Linked DNA regions of Zea mays: region 2 is linked to region 1. The links are chromatin contacts, called in public Hi-C maps. All regions are on one chromosome and are shown on one strand. Each heading gives the region's core, a stretch centred on a gene start, on an enhancer-like site or on the middle of the called end of the contact. The rest is flanking DNA. Distances are from core to core; before and after follow the strand shown.

The links. Hi-C and Micro-C count contacts between places; a contact is called where the count stands out from the background.
Region 2: a contact with region 1 is called in a Hi-C map of tassel, with 5 times the contacts expected there. The contact joins the promoter of LOC100283325 here to the promoter of LOC100280490 in region 1. A contact is called at or near these places in 8 of 25 Hi-C or Micro-C datasets (ear, endosperm, leaf and 4 more) and 1 of 3 datasets of contacts at active chromatin or transcription factors (leaf).

What each region holds. Positions count from the first base shown.
Region 1 is chr4:249,265,037-249,268,267 of Zm-B73-REFERENCE-NAM-5.0, reverse strand. LOC100280490 (nucleic acid binding protein) reads left to right here and starts at 1,740. Exons shown (of 8, transcript NM_001153410.1): 1 at 1,740-1,898; 2 at 1,996-2,079; 3 at 2,160-2,240; 4 at 2,795-2,934; 5 at 3,083-3,164. The coding sequence starts at 1,837. LOC100277822 reads left to right here. Exons shown (of 9, transcript NM_001151291.1): 7 at 1-52; 8 at 165-223; 9 at 910-1,299. The coding sequence ends at 999.
Region 2 is chr4:249,419,717-249,422,947 of Zm-B73-REFERENCE-NAM-5.0, reverse strand. LOC100283325 (60S ribosomal protein L9-like) reads right to left here and starts at 1,453. Exons shown (of 3, transcript NM_001374369.1): 1 at 949-1,453. The coding sequence starts at 1,311.

The DNA of each region.
Region 1 (3,231 bases), core at 491-2,990:
TCCATTCAACACGAGTTGCGTGAGATTAGTGATATTGAAAACCAAGCAGTAGGTGAGTAAGGTTTCTCTATATTAGTGTTTTGTGTTGTGCTCGTGACATTGATTTCTGGTATTGAGATCATTTTATCCTGAATTTGCATTTCTGATGAAATGTGTCTTCTCAGGTCTGAAGGGAATTCTTGATCAGCTTCCCAGAGCACATGCATCTGAATTTCGGTCGAAGGTTAGTAAATCTGCATCTGTCTTTGGACATGGTGATGTTTATAGGAATTGATCTTAGATTTTTCTAGCCAATAAGAGCTTTTAATAACACACGTCTCCTAAGCCTGTATTCTAAAATACATTGAAGCCTTTGTCTTACTAGTTGCTCCTGACATGGATACTATGTGCTTGAGAATGAATTTTGTTAAACAGTATACCATTTGTATATAGGATTAATTGTAGACATGCCACTCATCTTTTACAAAATTGGATGGCTAGTTCATTTTGATGCCATTCAAAATTTTGAGTGGCATGTTTCCAACTGACCCTTTTATATATGGGAATATGGGATGCATAATGCTGTTGGATCGCTCAGAAGCTCTTATATAGAGAATTACATTTAGTTTCGTAGTGATTTCTTTCTTATCATAACCAACATGAGCTGCTAGTTGTTGCAGTTGAGCCTCTTTTCAGAAATACACACTTGCCATAGCAGTTCATATTTTACTGACTCTTCCTGAGCGCTTATTACATCTCATGTAGAGAGTGATTAAGTGAAAAACTGTGCTATACGCTCGTAGCATTATCCTAGTTATGGATGAGTGGATGACCATTGACGCAGCGTCCTCTGAATATTAGTATTTTTGAAGCTAAGGTGTCTTGTGTGATCTAAACTCACACCAGAGATGGTCTTTTCATGTGTTGCAGATGTCTGGCCTAGCTTCTCAGGTTAAGAAGGAGAAGCGAGTGCTCAACGCCGCCCTCACGAAGATTGTGAACTACGGTGTCCCCATCTGACTGCCACTCCAGCCAGTTGTTCTGAGGGTCCATTGTATTGTATCAGATTTTTGTGAAGGAAGACATGTTCGATGTGTAGGGTGAACGCTATACTGCCCACTTGGTTTCGAGAAAAGGAAAAGAGAATAAGTTGTGACCCGTGCAGATTTCTAATGTCGCAAAAGCAACATCTTTGAAACCTGAGTAACAGATGACATTTTGCTATGGTTTTTTTTTGTTGGCTTATTGACATGTTCACCGCCGTCAGCTGCCGTATGCCTGGGAATCGTAAAAGTGGAATGAAATTTTTGGTTGAAATCATGCGAGATGCTGACCTTGCATTTTATAACTTTCACTCATTTAGTTGTCATTTTTTTTATCATTCTTGTCTTAGGCGCTTGAATTTTTCACCGCATTTTGACATGTATGACTGAATCTTGTCATATTTTTACAGATCGTTGACGAATAGGGTCAAATCTTACCATAACTATGACTACAAACTAAATCTTGTTATAACTATAGCTACAAACCAAACGTCCAAAGTCTAAACCGGCTAAAGCCCTATAATTGTTTCACTAATTATATGAAGTTTGATCAGCTAGAATATTTCTTTCCGAGTGTAATTCGATATAAACGAACAAAATCTAAATCTGTCTAATCTTATACGTGACGAAATGTGCAACTTAAACATCGAATCGAACAGACCCTTAAAAACTTTGTTTTTTTTTTCGACTTTCGTCGTGTCCGCTGGACGACACCTCCTTTCCGCAAAGGCCCAGCCGAGGCCCACCGCCACCGCCACCGCCGTCCCGCTCCACGCGTCCGCACCCTCTGCGCGGCGCCGGTCGAGAACTCGTGATGCCCCGCGACCGCGACGAGCCAGCCGCCGTGCGCGTCTACACCGTCTGCGACGAGTCCAGGTACCAGAATTTGAGGGATACGGTGGTGTCGGTGTTCCTCTCCTGACCTGGCTTGCCCTAGCTCATGGTTGGTGCTTGCTTGTGCTCCTGCTTGCAGGTACCTGATCGTGCGCAACGTGCCGTCACTCGGATGCGGTGACGACCTCGCCAGTCTCTTCGGGACGTACGGCCCCGTGGAGGAGTCAGTCTCACCTCTTCTCCACCTGTATTCTGTATCCGTATTTGCTTAGTTGATCGATTACCCACCCTGGGGGGTGTCAGGTGCACGCCCATGGATGCAGAGGACTCTGAGCCCTACACTGACGTCTTCTTCGTCAAGTTCTCACAGGTCAACAACGCCAGGTGAGGCGATTCGTTTCATACCACCGCCTCCATCCAATGGCATTTTCCACTCACGTGTTGTGGACGGTGTGCTGAACTGCTGATATAGCAGTCTAGTCTAGTTCAGATTTTCTTGGACTGTAATAACATCACAGGGCAATGAAATCGCCCCGTGTTTTCTGTGGCCTACCAACCCTAACTGCTGCAGTTCACAAGAATGGCTGGATGATATAACCTGTTGTAGCCTGCTTCTCCATAATACTTAGGCTTCATCTTTCTTCAACTTTGGACAATGTTTAGTTTATGCTTATTGCTATCAGGCTTCAATCAAGAGAACATAATACTTGGGCTTTTATTGAACCACAAAAATCAATTGGGCCATAAAATCCATGGATTCAGTCGGCCATCATACAATTTGATCCACTAAATGTTGATTCATTTTACATCTTGCGGTCCAACTGCTACCATTGAAGCTCGAGCTTACCCGCTGCACAAGTATTGCCATCTTTTCTCGCGGTAAAAGTCCAGAATCAGCGGCCTCCATTTGAAATGCAAAATTGGTGCTCATGCTGCAGGTTTGCAAAGAGGAAGCTTGACGAGTCTGTGTTTCTTGGCAACCGCCTGCAGGTGACCTATGCCCCTCAATTTGAGAGCCCTCAAGATACCAAGGAGAAACTGGAAGTTAGGAGAAAAGAAGTCCTTGGCCGAATAAAATGTGTGCCTACACTTTACTTTTTGGTCTCTACAGCTTTGTAGGGGTAGTATTTTGATTTGACAGCAACACATAATGACATAACTACTGTGAGCATTGCTAATTTATTTACACTGGTACCTTCGTTTGAGAAATTTTCTTCCATTTCCAGCATCTGCTGGCAGACCTGAAGGATCATCTCCAGCTCAGGGATCATCTAGTGGGAATCACCACCAAATGAACTCTAATAAGAGGTTTGTATTCCTGACATTGGCTTTGCTGATTTCAGTATAACGTGACCAGTTACATTGTGGATTTCTG
Region 2 (3,231 bases), core at 204-2,703, 150 kb before region 1:
CACATACAGGACAAGAGTGCCACTAGGTGAAACCACATGGAAATGTAGAACATCGCATAAACACGGGGTGCCATAGTACAACGTAGATTAAACTCTGGAGTTGGTCCCGGAGTACACTAGTACCCATAGCTGTCAAGGCGTCGCCTAGGCGGTAAGGCGCCCCGGCGACGTAAGGCATCCTGATCGCCTTACTCCGCACCTAAGGCGAGTGGGGGGAGAGGCTGCCGGTTGCGCGACAGCTCCTGTGCATCTGCTCCAGCGGCGAGACGGCACGGCGGCAGCTGCAGCGGCGCGATGGCTCTGGTGTGACTGCTCCAGTGGCGCTGCGGCACGACTGCTCTAGCGGCGCGGCGGCGCCGGCACAGGGGGAGAAGTGGAGAAGCGAGCAGAGGGAGAGAGCGGAGAGAGAGAAAGAGACTCTGGTGGCTGGGAGAGGGAGTCGGCTGGGAAATGGAGAGAGAGAGAGAGAAGCTGGTGGCTGGGAAATGGAGACTGGCCTCGCCTTACACTTTACCGCTTAAAAGTTAAAAGGGGGATCTGTCGCCTTACCTAGCCTTACCGCTTTAATAATTATGCTAGTACCTACAGAATGCAAACTAGGTCTGCCCATGCAAATGGGCATGGGTTGTGTTTGTGCGAGAGGGACTCTATCAACCATCATGTAATACAATGCAGCTAGATAGCACAACAACAGCAATGATTGTGATTTGTGATAGCATATTCAATTATTCATCGCAAGTGAACGAGTAGTGTGCTCCCCTAGTGAACGAGTAGTGTGCTCCCCTAGACGCTGAAGGGTTTTGGTATCAGCATGTATAATTAGCATTGAAAACCTAAACCGTTCCCAGTTCGGAGCTCTACATACATACGAAATGAAAGTAGGCACGACAAGAAAATACATTACAGCCTTCTAATAACAAAAAGTAATTAATCCATGTGACCATGTACCTTCTTCTCCCCGAGGAAGTTTCTGATCTCAATGGCGGAGTTGGCGTTGGTGATGGAGGCGTTGATGGGAAAGTGAGCGTAGACGAACCGCATCTTGTAGCGGAAACCCTTGGTGACGCCTGCGATGAGGTTCTGGACGTGGGAGATGGCGGTGCGGATGGCGGCCATGGTTCGGCGGGTGCCAAACCAGGCGTCGACCTTGAGCTTGCGACCGCCGTCCTGCAGCTGGAAGTCGAGGTTGAGGTGCTTGAAGTTGCGGGTGAGCTTACCGCGCGGCCCCTCCACCGTCACCAGCTTGGCCGCCACCGTGACCGTGACCCCCTCGGGGATGTCCATCGTCTCCGTGGCCAGGATGGTCTTCATTTCCGGCGGTGGCGGTGGCTACTGCGCGGGAGGAGGAGGTACGGCGGCGGCTGCGGCGGTGGAGGGGAGGACGGGAGAGAGACGATTTGAGGTTTTATTATACAGGAAAGGACGGCGGGCGGCGGCGGCGGTTAGGGTAGGTTGAGAGGAGAGGAGTAGTCCTGAGCTGGGCTACTCTTGCTTTAAGTGGGCCACTGTTACAGGCCCGTTGTTACACTTAGCACCAAGCATGTTAAGTGATACTCCTAACTAATCTAGTATGATACGCATTGCAACAATACACAGATATTCGATAAAATATATAAAAACGAGTCATAAATATATTATTATTAACCTTAATATCTCTTAATTTTTATACCAACAACCAATAAAAAAACTAAACTTGGAATCCAGAGTGTCTCCTCTCTTTCGGCTGTTCAGCCACGCATCGTCGGCGGCGGCGTCTCCTCTTCTCTCTCGTCTGTTCTTGCCCTACTGCCTACAGAGGCGTATGGCAGCGGAGTCATAGCAGCGGTTTGAGACACTTACCGACACGGAAAGGTAAAGGTGGCACCGCGGGAGAGGAGCTGCGGCGGATGGCGAGTCGAAGGCTAGCAGCCTGCTCATGTCCTTTATGGTGGTACAAAAGAATCTAGATGACGAAGGCGGAAACGGAAAAGTGATGGGAGGTTGGAGGTTAATATACGAAGCTAGGAGCAGGAGGAAGCGCTCATGGTGGTGTATGGTTCGTTGCGTATGAAAAGGTAGGGTTTATCTTATCTAGTTGTTAGGCGAGATGTGAGGGAAACCAGGTCTACGCGCTTCGCGTGTGATGCACGACGCACAAAACTCGTGCTTTAAAGGAGTAGAGACATGTAATGGTGACAAGAGTAAGTATCATGAAGGAGAGGGTCATGGAAAAAGATTGGTTCTAATCAAACATGTGATGAGTCCAAATACAACTAATCCGGTGCGAATACTTTTATTAAATTTAGTGCAGTTGAAATCAAAAGAATGGCTTTAGTACATGGAAATGTATCAATTGCTTTAGAAACTATACCCAAAAACAACTTAAAAAATATTAATGTGCCTTTGGGGATCGAGATTTTCTAAACTTTGTTCGAAATCTTTTAAATCTGCCAAAACGAGTTCGTAGATATGTTCCTCTAAGGTCCTAACACCACATATACTTCTTCTTGAGTGCCTCCTTGTAGAACCTCCTCTGGACTTATGCTTGCTGAAGGTATACTTGCGCTTGCCCTTGTGCTTGCTAGATTCATGTTTGTCCTTCATTTTAGATTAGTTAGGGACAAAGTGGTCAGGGTCTCCATAGTTAAAGCAACCCTCATATTCACCAAGTGAGTGGTTCTTGGTGATGTTGTGAAGCCACATGAATTGGTTGATGACAAACGTGAGCTCGATGTCACCAAACATGTCAACTTGCTCCTCTAAAATATACAACAAAGAAGACAAAGCAAACAAAGTATGTGAGGAGTTAGTCAAAGACTAACCATAACCAAATACAAGAGCCATGGTCAGCACATATGGATTCTTGAGCTGGGCTCTGGTGTGGCAGTAACTCAATGGAATTGAGATTACTAAAGAGCTCATCCATAGTGAGCATCTCATAGTTAAGGGGCTCAATGATAGATAATACTTTCGCTTCTCAAACTCTTTGAACAATGAAGTGTAGCAATTTCAAAGCCCTATCATGATCAACACAAGGTATATGTGGCTTGTTTGTCTCCATCTTGTTCATGATGGACTAGAAGTGAGAAAACATCAAGTTAATATGTTATCTATCCAATTGAACAAAGTTCTCATACTCATGCTCATGTGTTTCAAAGAGTCTGGTTTTGATGTGAAAGGGACCCTCATGATATTTATAGAGGGTCGATCGGATATCTTGAGTTGTATCAACGTGAGACACACGTTCAAACT